Regions from separate parts of the Siniperca chuatsi genome. Here region 1 is linked to region 2. A link is a contact called in public Hi-C data. All regions are on one chromosome and are shown on one strand. The core of a region is the stretch at or near the end of the contact, and the rest is flanking DNA. Distances in the headings are between cores, read along the strand shown. Region 1 has its middle 19 kb from the start of LOC122882560. Region 2 holds the start of mych (myelocytomatosis oncogene homolog).

Region 1 (6,967 bases), core at 1,646-4,145, 100 kb before region 2:
TCTGATCCGTCCAGTAAACAGACGTCATTTTGTTCCAAACTTTCTGCCAAGTTTCACCTCACTCTGTTTGCTTTCACTGATCTGACGCTGATATTCCTCTTCTTTTTTTCTTCTCTGTCAGGACTACAGAGTGGATAAATGTCTGCTCATCCCGTCCAGCTGCTGATTTGAGTTGAAACCAGAATAGACTTGATGACCAGCTGCCTTTTTCAATATCAAATTTGGTTAAATAAAACCAACAGACTAGAAGACCTCAAAGCCTCAACAGCAGTTACTAAATCAGGCCCCAATTCAAAATTTCAATGATTACTCCACCAATAAGATAAAAATTCAGATTAAAGAAGCTCCTTACAGACCTCCAAAGACTGATATATGTTATTCCTCTGTGCCATAGAGCTCCACTGTTGCACTGGGTGACATGTTCCTTCATTACCATGAACACACACTCTGTAGTTTATTTGGACTCGATCCCACACACACACCGTCCTGCTGCAGGGAATACTCACTAGAGCACCAAATGTGAATTAATCTGCCGCTAAAAATTGTTCCCAACTAATGCACTTCTTCCTTCAAATGCATTTCCTCCTGTTTGAGAAACGTTTGGTAAAGGTTTAGAAATGAAACTATATATTTGTGAGCTGTTTTTAAAGATTTGTCTCTTCAAATGGAACCTGTGGGCTTTAGGCCATAGAAAGGGGAGGGACGTAAATGAGACAGACTAACACATTAATGTAATTTCTTAACAATAAATAAAATATCGCACCAATCTTATACAAAATGGCATTTTTGCCCTTTTTGATAGTATGATTTTTTAATCAGCAGTAACAGGATCATCACTGCTTTTAAGCTGCATTTTCATTTCTAGTGCAAATCCTATCATGTCCTATAAATAATAATAATATATGTGAATGAGTGAGCTGACCTCTCCCTCTCAGAACAGTTTGACTTTTGAGGCATGTGATATTTGATATGAACAACATCATCTGATATCTTGTTTTACAAGGTCAAGATATTTATAAATGTGCACAGTTACCTAATGGTAACATAGAAAACAACTTAACTGACCTACTTCTAAAATAAACTGTCCACATCGTGACACTGCAGCTTGAAAAGAAGCCTGTCACATTTTGCAGACTAATCCTTTAAATATAGAAAACTGAGTTGCACTTTTGTTGGAGTTGTTGTCATATCAACCACTTTTTTATTGCAATTCAGCAAAGCAGGATTTGAAATGTAGCCAGATAACTTTGGGTGGGCAATAATTTTGGTGATACTGGTGTAAATCCCTAAAACAATAATGATGTCTTGACACATGATTAAATCATACATATTGTGGATTGGTTTGATTTAGTTGCAATTTTATAAGGTACTGAACACATTTCTATGTACTCTGGCTAAATAGCTAATCCTGATTTGCGAAATACTCTTCAGTGTTAGATGTTATGAACTTTCACCTAGCTCCATTATCAGGTCAATTTTTTTTTTTGTTCATTAGCTATTTGCAGATATTTGATCAACTGTACTTTGTGTCTAGTGGTGAACAGGGTCAGGGTAAAATTGATACCTGCTAAACATCAGCCTGTTAACGTTGTCATCGTGAACAACCACACCAACCAATACTATTTTTTATATTTTAATGATAAAAAACAAACTTTGATCCTCAACTTTTACACATGTTAGCATTGTCATTGTAGGCTTGTTAGCATGCTGACTTTGGCATTTGGCTCAAAAACTGGGACAGCGATTGGCTGCTGTTCATTGTGAATGGGACTTGGCATTGCAACCTGGTGTCGCCCGCTGAGCTACAGAAATTTAAAAGGCACCAAGCAGCGCTACAGGGAAAGCTGAGAAAGGTTCAACTTTATGCAAATGTCCTCTGACGCAATGCGATCGACAACCAGGTGAGAGTCAAACGCACTCGTTATGATGGAAGCACAGAGGAGTGAGGGTCGCTTCCGGCACAGATACAGGACCGCCATGCCGATCAGCCCTGTCCGCTCGGGCATCATCGTTGCATCAAAACAGTTTCATTAACGCATTGAAAATAGAAAGCAAACAGGGATATTCTGTACTCGGGAAACAAAGTGTGCAACAGGAAACGACCAACTGCCTTATGTGTCGTACCGCGGCTACGTCAGAAGACAACTGACCAATTGGAGCAGAGTATGTAAATTATGTGCTCAACCCAACACACACACACCCACAGATTTATGAGAGGCCAGATGTGTTAATGCACTGAGAGTCTTGTTAACAAATGCTTAAAAAATGTACATGTTTTTCCCATGCCGGTAATTTGTTGCCACATATTGACATTGCAAAGTTTACAGGGAACCTATGTAACGTTGACCACAAGTGGTAATTATGAAATGCTAAATGCTAAAACAAAGTGTAACAGTAGCACAAGTAGAGAAGAGTAACACTATAAAAACAGAGACCTGACTCTTAGCTAACATTAGCCACCATTAGCTACTGGTCATACCAGACCAAGTAAGGCTGTAGCTGTGTAGTGTAATGAATTGAACAAAGGTGCGTTTTATTTCTCGTGAATTCAACTTTTTATCTGTAAGAGGAGGAATGTGTTATTTCTGTGTTTAATTGTGATTGTGCAGTACTCTAACTATACAATTATCAAATTATATGTGAACATACATTATCTTAGTGTCAGAATAACACATCTGACACAAGTGTTGTCCCTGACTTTAACATACGTGTTCAAATTGAACATGTTAACCAGGGATATGAGCAGACAGACATGTACATCGGTGGTGAAATGCGCATGTGTGAAATATACAGAGTGCTGTTTTGAGAAGACACCTGTTTTAGAGAAACATTTAGTTTTATCTTTTCAGACTCCTGGTTGTTCTGTTCTGTGGACTCAAACAGAACTCGTCCATCTGTGAAACTGTTTCTGTTGCTCCTGCTGGTTTCAGCCTCTTGGCCTCGAGCCGACGTCCTGTTTACAGAGCAGGTTGTGTTCGCGGATGCATTGTTGGCGCAACCACCCTGCTGAACTTTTGTTCCCATGTGTTGCCTCGCTGACTGCAGCAGCAGTGGCGGTCAGGAAGAGAAGCAAAGCCCGCCAAACTTCAGCAGCCAATCAGGAGCTGAGGAGGGAGGGACAGAGCGAGCAGCAGGGAAATACAGCATCTGGGAGAGAGAGAGTGTCTGGGTGGTCGCACACTGCAAAAAATGACACAGGGCAGGTCATTTTATGTCAGGCTACAACGTTTTTACTTGCTTTTTCTACATAATTCTGCAATATCACAAATGATTGACAATATTTCATGAAGTTTTGATTGCTTATACTGTATTACTGTATGTAGAAATTAGTTTTCTAAATTGCACTATTTATTATAATCTAACTTTTTCCCTCTGTTTAGTTTTTTGAAAAACAAACTCTTAGACAATTTTGTCATGTTTCTTGCTTCAGTAATATCATTAAACATCACAAATAAATTAAATTAAATTCTCTTTGACAGGTCCTAAAGCATGTATAGTACTACTGACATGCCAAATAATGCCATTTATGAGTTGCTTAACTTATTCTGAAAATAACAATGACCTATATGACATGCCTAGTTAAGACTATGACATAAGGATGTAAATAAAAGGAGTGAAATCCAACCAAAAAGAAGTCTAGGCTTTAAAGGACTTAAACCTGTAACCTTTGACCTTGCATGTTGACTTTGTCCATCAACTGAATTCACCTGCTTCTATAAAGGAGTTATTGATTATTTATTTGGTTTGAAGGCCTTTTAAATTGATTGCTATAGTTTAGCTATAATTCAGCTTTGGTTTGAGATTGATTTGTTGAGATCAATTCCAACTACTCCACTTCCATCTGAACTCCAAAAGGGACTTTGTGTTCCCTACGTCTTGAGTGCATGCTGGGAAGGATCGAACCCTGCCACCTGCTGACAAACAAACAAATACACACGCTCACACAAAGACTGTGTGTCCAGGACAAAACTACAGTCCACACTCATCACTTTTCACAGTGTGTGTGTGTGTGTGTGTTTTCCCACCACTGAGAAGTTTCTGGAGTTGTGCCAAAAATACTTTCCACTGAGAGAGAGAGAGGAAGAGAGAGAGAGAGAGAGAGAGAGAGAGAGAGAGAGAGAGAGAGAGAGAGAGAGAGAGAGAGGGAGGAAGGAGACAGAAAGTCTTTCATTCACAAATCTGAACAGGCTCCTAGTACTCACTGGACCTGCCTCTCTGTGTGTGTGCATGTGTGTGTGTGTTCATTTTGCCTTTTTGAAAAAATGCTTATGGAGTTTCGCCCGCAAGTAAAACCGTGAGATGCTTTAGATGTGTGAGAGGTTGTGTGTGTGTGTGTAGATGAGAGTGAAGGCGTGACTGCAGCAGCACATAACAGAAGTTTTATTACAAATACTTCTACACACACACACACACACACACACACACACACACACACACACACACACACACACACACAGTCAGTTCAAGTCAGGATAATGATTAAAAGGACCACTCAGCAGACACACTGAAGTCAGACACACTCCAGTCCAGTCATCACTGCCTAAACAAAACAAATAATGGCTTGAAGAAAAGTGTCCTCTCACAGGCTGCTTCACTGATGGATTTAAAAAGTTGTTAGGAAAAGAAATCCAGATAAAAACATCACCTCGTGTTGATCTTCTGGGTTCATTTATTCATGTGGCTGAAGGTGTTTTGGGGAAATACAGACATTGCTGATTTTTTAAGGACTGAGGATTTTAAAACTTATGTTGCTGTTGAAGTCTTAATTAATGAAGTTAGTGAAGCTGAGGGACACTTACCCCTTCCTCTCACTTGTGGACCCTTTAATACTGTACATGTATATAATCACACCACTATGTCACTGTTGCCTTGTAATTTTGACTTTAATTGCTCATGTGCTAGTTTCTATTTTTATTTCTATTTCTATTCTTATTTTTATACTTCTAATTATTTATTTTTACTTCCTCCTTTATTTATCTCTCACTTATTTCTGTCCTTGTGCTGCTGCAACACCTGAACTTCCCATCTGGAGATCAATAAAGGTTTATCTTATCTTATCTTGTGTTCTCATCAATGAGGGTCTCTGGGGTCTCGAACACCTAGGACCCCCTGACAACATGACAATCACATTTTTGGGAGGCTTCAAAAATTCAGCAAATTATTTTCTATTTCTCTGTGTTGTAAAGTTTATTTTCATGTTGAAATGTTGGAGCAGCACAGAAACAGACAGCTAATGTTGGGGTTGCAGCTGCTGATGTTACAGGTGTCGTCGCTTATAGTTGTGCAAACTGGCTTATTAAGATATTTAAAGGAAAAGTTTGACATTTTGGGAAATACGCTTATCTGCTTTCATGCAGAGAGTTAGATGTCTGTACACTAAGTATGCAGCTTCAGCCAGCAGCCAGCTAAGTTAGCTTAGCATAAAGACTGGAAAGAGGTCGAAACAGCTGGCCTGGCTCTGTCCAACGGGAACAAAATCTGCCAACCAGCATCTCTAAATCTCACTAATTTACATTTGGTATCTTGTTTGTTTAATCCGTACAAAAAATTACGGTGGTTTACGTGCCAAACTATTTCTTGGCCAGGACAACCAGACTCAGGGAAGTTACTTGTCCCAGTCAAGAAATGGTCTGCCTCCCCTTGTTTCCAGTCTATGCCCCTCAGTCTCACGGTGGTCATTAATTAAGACTTCAAAGGCAAAATAAGTTTTAAAAGCCGGCTGCTGACTGTAGCATGATATTTAATGCACAGACACGTGATTGAGATCGTCCCATCTAACTCTCGGCAATAAAACTAAAAAGCATATTTCCCAAAATGTCGAGCTTTTCTTCAAAACATCATCAACAACTTTAACAAGCATGACCACAATTGTTCCCTAACCTTAACTTTAAAACAAATTAATACTTTTATACACACAACCAAGAATATATACAGTAGTGTGTGACCTTGTAAAATTACACCACCTCAAACATGTTCTCAGCAGCACACTGACACATGTTGCTTCTTCAAACACTTTCACTCACTTTCCCCTTTCATTCACACACACACACACACACACACACACACACACACACACACACACACACACACACACACACACAGACAGACAGAGATAGGACTGTAGATGACGTGGCTTCAAAATGGAGGTGTTGACTCTTGACAGAGAGGCATGTAGTGTACTTTTTCTTCTTCTCACACTGTTGCCTCTTTTATATCTTTAATTTTAGTTTTCCCGCTCAGATTATGTGATGCTTTAGCATTTTTGTTTTGTTCTTATTGAACCTGGTTAATGTATTTTGAATTGAAACGCTTTGAGTAGTCAGCATTCATTTTCTTTTTGTGTAACACTAGTAGAGAGACAACTAGGGTTAAATCTGACCAGCAGCGTTTCTAGGAAAACTCTGTCTGACATGTGAAGTCCAAGTCACACCTCAGCTGGAAGTAGGCTGTAACCTGAAACACCCCTGTACACACACACCCACACACACACACACACGTCCCAGGGGCAGAGCATTAAGTTTTGACTGATGCTGTGGTGTCACACACTCTGCTGAGCTGCTGTACATACCTTTACAACCTGAATGAGTTGGTGTCAAACACTCCTAGGTGACCTAGTCTGAGTAACCTGTGTATTTGCTGTCTGACGTGAATCTTCTAAATTTTGAACACATGATGCCATTATAGAATTTCAATCTCACATTATCGTTCTATTTTTAATTTCCTAATTACTTTCCTTCTGTATTATTTTGGTGAGCGGTAAACAAAAACTCATCATTTACTTTCAGCCACTACTTTGTGCAGTTTTAACCGGCACTAAAGTGTAACTAAGATCACTCAGACACCCGCTCTTTTACTCATACTGACTCACAATCCTGACCTACTATTTAAGTCATTTAATTCTATTTAATTCCTATTGTTTTGAACACAACATGGTTTAAGTGTTTACAGTCAAAATTATATAGAAAAC
Region 2 (7,482 bases), core at 1,409-3,908:
CAATGAAATGCCAGTGAAGCGGTTCTTGGCCATGAGTGTTTATACTGATAAGCTGCACAATAACAAGGCAGGAATGAGATTAAACTTTGATGACTATCACACATCAACAAAAAACCAAAATCATTTTTAAAAAGATGAAATATGATCCCAAAAGAGATCAAAGATTAAAGACTCACAACAAAAAGTCCAAACATTCTGGCTAAACTTTCATATGGGTGAAAATCATTAATGTAAAATGGAGATTAGCGTCTGAACTCACCAGAGTCACTGGATGAATAGTTGGACATCTCGCCACCCGTTGATCCGTAGTCTGATGTGGCCTCGCTGGGCTCCTGAGTGTCCATCAGGTTCTGGCAGTCCAGCGTGGAGCCGGCGATCTCCTCAAAGATGCTGGTGTTGATGTCAGACAGCAGCGGGCTAGAGCCGAGCATTGAGGAGACCAGCTTCTCTTCCAAGCTCTGCCACAGGCAGTCCTCGCCGCTCTCCTCCAGGGGGGAGCAGGGCTGGATGGCCTCGCCCTCCTTCTCAGAAGCATCAGAGTGGAAGAAGTCGTAGTTCCAGTTGAGCTGCATGTCGTGATCCTCCAGCAGTATGTCCGACACATAGCTCAGTTGGTCCTCCTTGGACAGGGGCTTACTCCCGCCTACCCCGGCCTTCATGGGGGGGGACTGCGGTGGTGTCGGCAGCGACTGGAGGTCCTTCATCAAACTCTGGCAGAACTCATCGTCAAACAGCAGCGGCTCGGAGTAAAGCCAATCCTGCGACTGAGCGAAGCTTTGCAACATGTTTGATCGCAGAATCTGGGAGAACAACAACAAAAACCAGGACAAAAAACTAAATAACAGAGGTAGTGGAGCTTATTAGGTTTAAATCCAGATACGCTAAGCCAGTAGTGTGTTTAAAGCAGCGCCTGTCAGAGTTGAACAGGGTAAATCCCAGCAGCAGCAGCACGTGTTGTAGTGAAAGTTTAAACCAGTTTCTTCAGATTGAGACCCCGACGGCAGCGTGCCACCTTTTATCTGTGTTTACATCACCGTAGCCCCGCCCCGCTGCTCCCCCAGAGGCCGTAAACCACCTAAAAGGATTTAACACGCCCCTCCCCGTGACGTCACAGGAACAGCTGGGAGAGACCGGGGTAGAAACTTTACACCTCTCTGCGCAATTTACATTTTCCTTCTCAGAAAGTTAATAAAAAACAACCGCAAATCGAGCCCAAAACCTTAAGAGGAGGGACGAGTGGCTTTTGTTTCCTTTTTGTTACTAGACACTTAAAACCTCTGCTGCTGTTTCTCACACACACACACACACACACACACACACACACACACACACACGACAAATCTTACAACTTCTTCCAGAGAATACAAAACCTACTCTGCTTAGCACAAAGTCTGGATAGTTATCATTTAAAAAGCCCCAAGGATATTGTATGATACCACTAATCAGTTAGGACATGCTTGGTTTTTGTAAACCACTTATTCACCATAAAAACTTTAAATTACTGCAAAATGCTACAAAAATCAGTCTTGTGATTAAACAAACGTAACTCAAAGTGGAACAGATGGAGAAGCAGTCCTACTTAGTGGGGAAAAAAATCCAATATTCCTATGGGGTCTCATGGTATGTGTATGTATAGCAGGCTGTGTTGGAGAACAAAGCAGCAGTGTGTGTGGTGCAGACAGGCTCTGGGAGTTAAAGGCTGCCTTTCTTTACCATCACAGCCTGGGGAAACCTGAGCCAAAACTTAAATACAGCCCGGTCTGCACCGTGACCGTAAAAATAAGTAATTAATAGTGTTTATGATCACATTTCCCCCACTCAACATAACGCTAAATGAGTTTCCCCACCCCACACACACACACACACATGAATGCATGCCATTCTCTAAGACTACAGGCGTTTAAGTACAGCAACTGAACAACTAAAGAATAAAAAAATAAATAAAAACCCAATTTCTAAATGGAGGTTTTGAATGCAGATCCGCTGAAGCTTCAATATTTCCTGTTAGGTCGCATCGACTGCATGCTTTTACACCAGATTTTTATTTTATTTTTTTTAATTTTTACAGATTTTTAATCAGATTTCAAACAGCACATTTAGTCATTTGCTAAAAACCTCAACATGCAACATGTCATGAATCTGACCAAATTCAGCAGTGTGAAAGAAGTCAGTCGATGCACCAGAAAAAAATCCAAAGGTTAACCCGCTTTGAGGGTCATTTAAACCCGGCATGGGTTGAGCAACTCTGGGTCTCCACGTGGAACCGGCATTCTTTTTCTTTAATTTAACACTTTAAATACATGAAACGCAAAGTTACAATAAAGAAATGCACAAAAGCACGATTTAACACCCAGCCATGAGATGACTTAAACGCCCCATGTGTAAATTAGATTACATTAGGTAGCCCCAATTCACCCGCATGCAGCTTCCTTACTTACATTCAACTGTCCTTACAGAGGGGAAATTTAAAATGATGAGAAATCGAGGAAACGTTCAAAATATCCAATAAAATCCACAGAGAGAGGTATAAAACTAGAGTTATCTGCTGAAGTGGGATTTTCTGCGAGTAAAATTAAAGTTAGAGCAGGGAAGCATGATGTTTTTCTCCTGACTAGCTTCTTCTTCTCCGCTACTAGCAGACAGAGTAGGTGTGGCCGTCGGGGTCGCTCGGTTTATATATCTGCTACTCACCGGTGTCCTTCCGCCAAGGACCAAAATCGCGCCAAAACGTAAAAACCGACAACGGGTCGTTAACGGCAACCCAACCTATCGCCTGTATATCCGCCGTCGGTTGCCGGTGCGATCAAGTACTGGCGGAAAAAGCTGGGGCGACGGCGATTCTGGTTGATTTTGCATTGAAGTCGGGGTCTATGCTGTCTTGCCGGCGGAGTGATACAGCGCAGGCTGGAATTCCAGGAAAATGGTGGCGGGTAAAAGTTAGGATAGATCACACGTGGATCGTGAGGTGATGCCGGCTGTCTCACTCCCTGTCTGCCTGCTTGTCTGTCTGTCTCGCCTCGGGGCGTCATTTCGAGTGGAACAGCGAAGACAATTTAAAACTCTTTCAATTGTTATTTTATTAGGCTAATTTTTTAAAAAAGTAGGTTAATCAAAAAAAAGAATAGTATGCGATGCGTTCAGGGTCAGTAGTCTGTGTTCAGATGCATGTGTGATTCATCGCACAGATTATAAACTAACCTTCTCAGTCATTAGTGGGGAATGTAGTGGGAACAGTAAGCCTCTTTGGGATTCTTGCGGCGTGGTACAGGCAGGGGGGCTTACAGTAGCCTATGTTTTCTCCGCCTCTCTACCTTTAATTGTAGTATTATGACTGAGAGACAGGCAGACAGACAGGCTGAATGCTTTCAGAGCCACGTTGTCCTCCACTTCCAACTCTTGCAAGGGTATTTCACCATCCATCCATCTATCCCCAACTCCTCCTCCTACTACTGGAAGCTGCTACTACTACAACCACAAACTATCTCGAACTGTCATCCACATACGTTTAAAGAAAAACATGCACCCCACTCCACCGCCGCCCCGCACATTTTTGCACTTTTTTCTGTTAAACAATAAAAAAAAAAAACAACTGAAACTAAATGAAACATAAATAGGCCTAAATCACTTTCATAGACAGTTCACATGAAAATAAAACAGATGAAATGCAAACACACACACACACATATATATATATATATATATATATATAGTAGTATGTGGGTGAAAGGACTGTGGACTGAGATGAATGAACTCCAAACAGCCCCACTCAGACACCGCAGCCCTCCCTGCTGCCTCTGCCCCGTGTTGCTTCTGCACTTGCACGTTACGTAACGGACAACGATTCGCCGGTACACGTGCAGAGGCGTCGCCCAGTCAGTGTGCGAGTCAGCCTCGGTTCACGTAAATTCTCAGAAAGGAATCTTGAAATAGGAGATCACAGTCTTCATTTATATTTATATTTATATACTCACACGCCCATTTAATGTAATATTTTCACATGAGAAGGTCCAGTTGGTGGTCATCTGATAACCAACAAATGTATATATAAAGGCATATTATATATTTACAACTGCTATATTATTTTTCATATCTATTCTTGCATTAATAGTCACTGCTAATTTATGTTAAAAATGGTTTAAAAAATGCATGAAGTCTGGTTCACATAACAAAAGGCTGGTGAATTAATCTCCATTACACCCTGTGTGTCTTCATACATGTAAATAAACAGCTCCTGCATGTTTATTGTTATTCAGCAATGCCTTTTCTTCATGCATTCTGCACTTTTAGGGATAATCACAGCCTTGTTGGGAGTCTGTCATATGGAAACTATTTTTGCTGAGTGTAAATGCACACCACATTTCCACAAACGGAGGGGAAATGCAGCATAATCCTACAAAGAAAAAAAAAAAACTTGGCTGAATTTTTAAAAAGTCTGCTGTTCCATATTTGGAGGAGGAGGTTTCTGTCTGTAGCAGCTGATGTTGGGCGGATCACAGTAGCAGAGCAGAATAGAACAGCACCAACAATATCAACACACAAAGAGAAGAGATCTGGTGGTGAATAAGTGGGTTAATATGCCACCTACAGGCCAACTGGCAGACTGACTAACTGGCCTGGTTTCAGCTCTGAATACTAAACCTCCTGGCTGGCTGAATGACTCACTGGTTTGATTTCTGACTAACTGGTTAAATCTGGGATTTCCAAATTGTTTCATATAAATCCCACCCCAGACACATCTGCATTAGATCATAAAATCAATTTAAATTATTAAACTTTTGTTAAACTCACAGTGCAGTTCATTGTGAACTGATCTTTTGTCATCAGCTGAGTATAAATACATTTGTCAGTTTTAAGTGAAGTTAAAATTACTCATTACCACCTTCATTATTAGGTAAATGAACGTCCCACAAGTTGTGCTTCTTAAGAATAATTTTTGGTTTATTACACTTCTATTTCCTAGACTTACAGTATCTCAGATGAGTCACAGGTCTTTTTTTTTTTACCATCATCAGAATCAGAATCAGAATCAGAAATACTTTATTGATCCCCGTAGGGAAACTCTTTGTTACAGTAGCTCGCCTTTACGTCAGTGCACACATGATCATGATGATAATGATGAGCATCCACTTCTAATCTACACCCCACATGGAATCTAAGGTTAAGTTCATTTAACGCAGTGGGTTTTACATCAGAACAATTATTAAACAAACTATTAGGTTCTTATTACGTTAACTCAGCAGCAGGGAAACATATGTTCTCAGATGGGGCTCCACATATATCAGCCCAGTATCCTCGAAATTACGCTCATATCGTACAATTCTGCACCTCACCATTTAAATGACGAGCAGCACAAAACGGCTATCTAGGATGCTATAATACGCCTGACTACATGGGATGTAAACAATCACAATGGTGATTTTATAACCTGACATCCCTGTCTTCTTTAATATTTCCTGCCATGCTTTAGTATAGGATCGGAGAGCGGACATAACTCCATAACTTCCTCCCATCAAAGCCAGAATCCCACTGGACGTGTGTTGTGGACGTCAACGTATTTCAGGTCAAAGTTCAATTTAGTTTAACTTTTTCTGCACAACCTGGCGGAAAATCGGAGAAGTGCATGCAACTGTGAGAGAGAATATTATTGATATTTATTCAAACTTCTATTACTGCTGTGCAATATCCTCCGTCTCATTATAATCTTAATAAGCTACATTTAACTTGACAGTTCATGCACTATTACTTCATACCGTATTATTGTCATCAACCAGTAAACCCACTTTGTACTTCACACTTATTTTAAATTTCTACTTATACCCACTTGGTACTTAATTTATCTGACCTGTATTATAGTGTATTATATTTTTTGCTTAGTACTTCTATTCCTGTGTGCACTGACGTGATACTGAGCTGCTGTAACAAAAGAGTTTCCCCTCGGGGATCAATAAAGTATTTCTGATTCTGAATGCAGCCGCTCTCTGCGTTGAAAATAATGGCTTTGCTCTGCACAATATTGTACTTCCACTTTTGGTGTGAAATCCCTGTGAGAACCCTGAACTCCACTTCAGTAACCTCTGAACTCCTGACTGAAAGATTGGTTTAAATGTTGAATGAAATCAGACATCATTAGAATTAAGGGTTAAACAGGGTTGGCTGACTAATTGTCAAATTGCGGACTCAGTGAAATTGTTAAAATGCTGATCAACTGACTGGTTTCCATTAAAGTGACAGTAGTAACCTCTTCACTGGTAGCTGACAGACTAAATCATGTTTAAGTTGCTGACTGCCAAGTGACAGACTGCTTTGGTCATGACATTAAAGGCACCTCTTGCACTATTATTCAAATCAACACTGATGGTTAGATTTCTACCATATTTTTATATTAATTTCATCGGATGGTGTCACTTCCTGTTCTGCCTGTAAATTCCTCTGCATAAGAGGATCTGTCAAATGTAACTGTGAAATAAATTCAGATCATTTCCATGATTTAACCACATTTTTTAAAAGTCGGGTCAAATAATGTGTAATGTGACTGCTAGGGTTATGATTCCAATCACCACCTGACTGAGCCTCAGATCAGTTGGAGCCGCCATATTCATAATTGGATTTTGTTAAAGACTTTATTCTGGATGTATCTGAAAGATGCCATCATGTAGTTTGAGCTGGTAATCTACAGAAACCTGAACAAAGGTGACTGTAATTTGCAAAAGTGGGTCATTAAATTTGTGATCCCACAGCCTAGTGAGATTCTCAATGTCTAATGTTCTAGTTTGTTCCCTGTTTAAATGGTAAAATTGCTGACTGGTGGGGTAAAAGGTTAATTAACTGACTGACTGACCGACAAACCGACTGACTGGTTGACTGGCCCAGTGAACTTGATGGCATAACAAAGCTAATAGGACACACACACAGCCGAAGCCCCAGGGGGGAGAGACAGCCTGGGAATAGGATTACCGCTCTGTGTGTGTGTGTGTGTGCCCACTGCTGTGATCTCCTTATTAGGACTCTTCATCCTGCAGTGTCTCTGTGCAGACAGACAGGCTGCTGCTGCCTGTCTGTCTGCCTGCTTTAATTAGATAGCAGCAGCTACTGAATAAGCTCATACACACACACACATCACTGAAGCGAGTGGTTCTCAAACTCTGGTCTGTGTGCCGGTTCTGGTCCACCAGGTGTTGACGGATGGACTCTGGGTAGAGAGATAAAATAAATCTTCACAATTCTTGAAAAAGAAATCAAAATCAGTCTTCTTTTGGTATTTTAAAGACAAAAAAGCTTCGATTTGACTGTGGCTTCCCTTTAAGTTTTTACTGCTAGATGCTTTTATTTGTCAGATTTCAGTTAAAATGGACAAATGAACAGCGAGGGTAAAGAGGGTTTCTAGGTTAGGTAACACCTACAGGAAGTACCTTTATGTCTAACAAGACAAGCCTGATATTTCAGCCATCTAATATCTATTTATCAGTTACACTTTAAATGGAC

The links. Hi-C and Micro-C count contacts between places; a contact is called where the count stands out from the background.
Region 1: a contact with region 2 is called in a Hi-C map of liver, with 2.8 times the contacts expected there. The contact joins the enhancer-like site here to the promoter of mych in region 2. A contact is called at or near these places in 2 of 3 Hi-C or Micro-C datasets (liver and skeletal muscle).

What each region holds. Positions count from the first base shown.
Region 1 is chrLG2:5,820,324-5,827,290 of ASM2008510v1, reverse strand. No RefSeq gene overlaps it. Among protein-coding and RNA genes, the nearest start is that of LOC122882560, 19 kb to the left of the region's middle. Within about 2 kb of position 2,895, the one cell type or tissue checked has an H3K27ac peak away from gene starts, as active enhancers do. A contact at or near this core is called in liver, where this site is marked.
Region 2 is chrLG2:5,715,021-5,722,502 of ASM2008510v1, reverse strand. It overlaps mych (myelocytomatosis oncogene homolog), which reads right to left and starts at 2,658. Exons shown (of 3, transcript XM_044209986.1): 1 at 2,439-2,658; 2 at 260-800. The coding sequence starts at 785.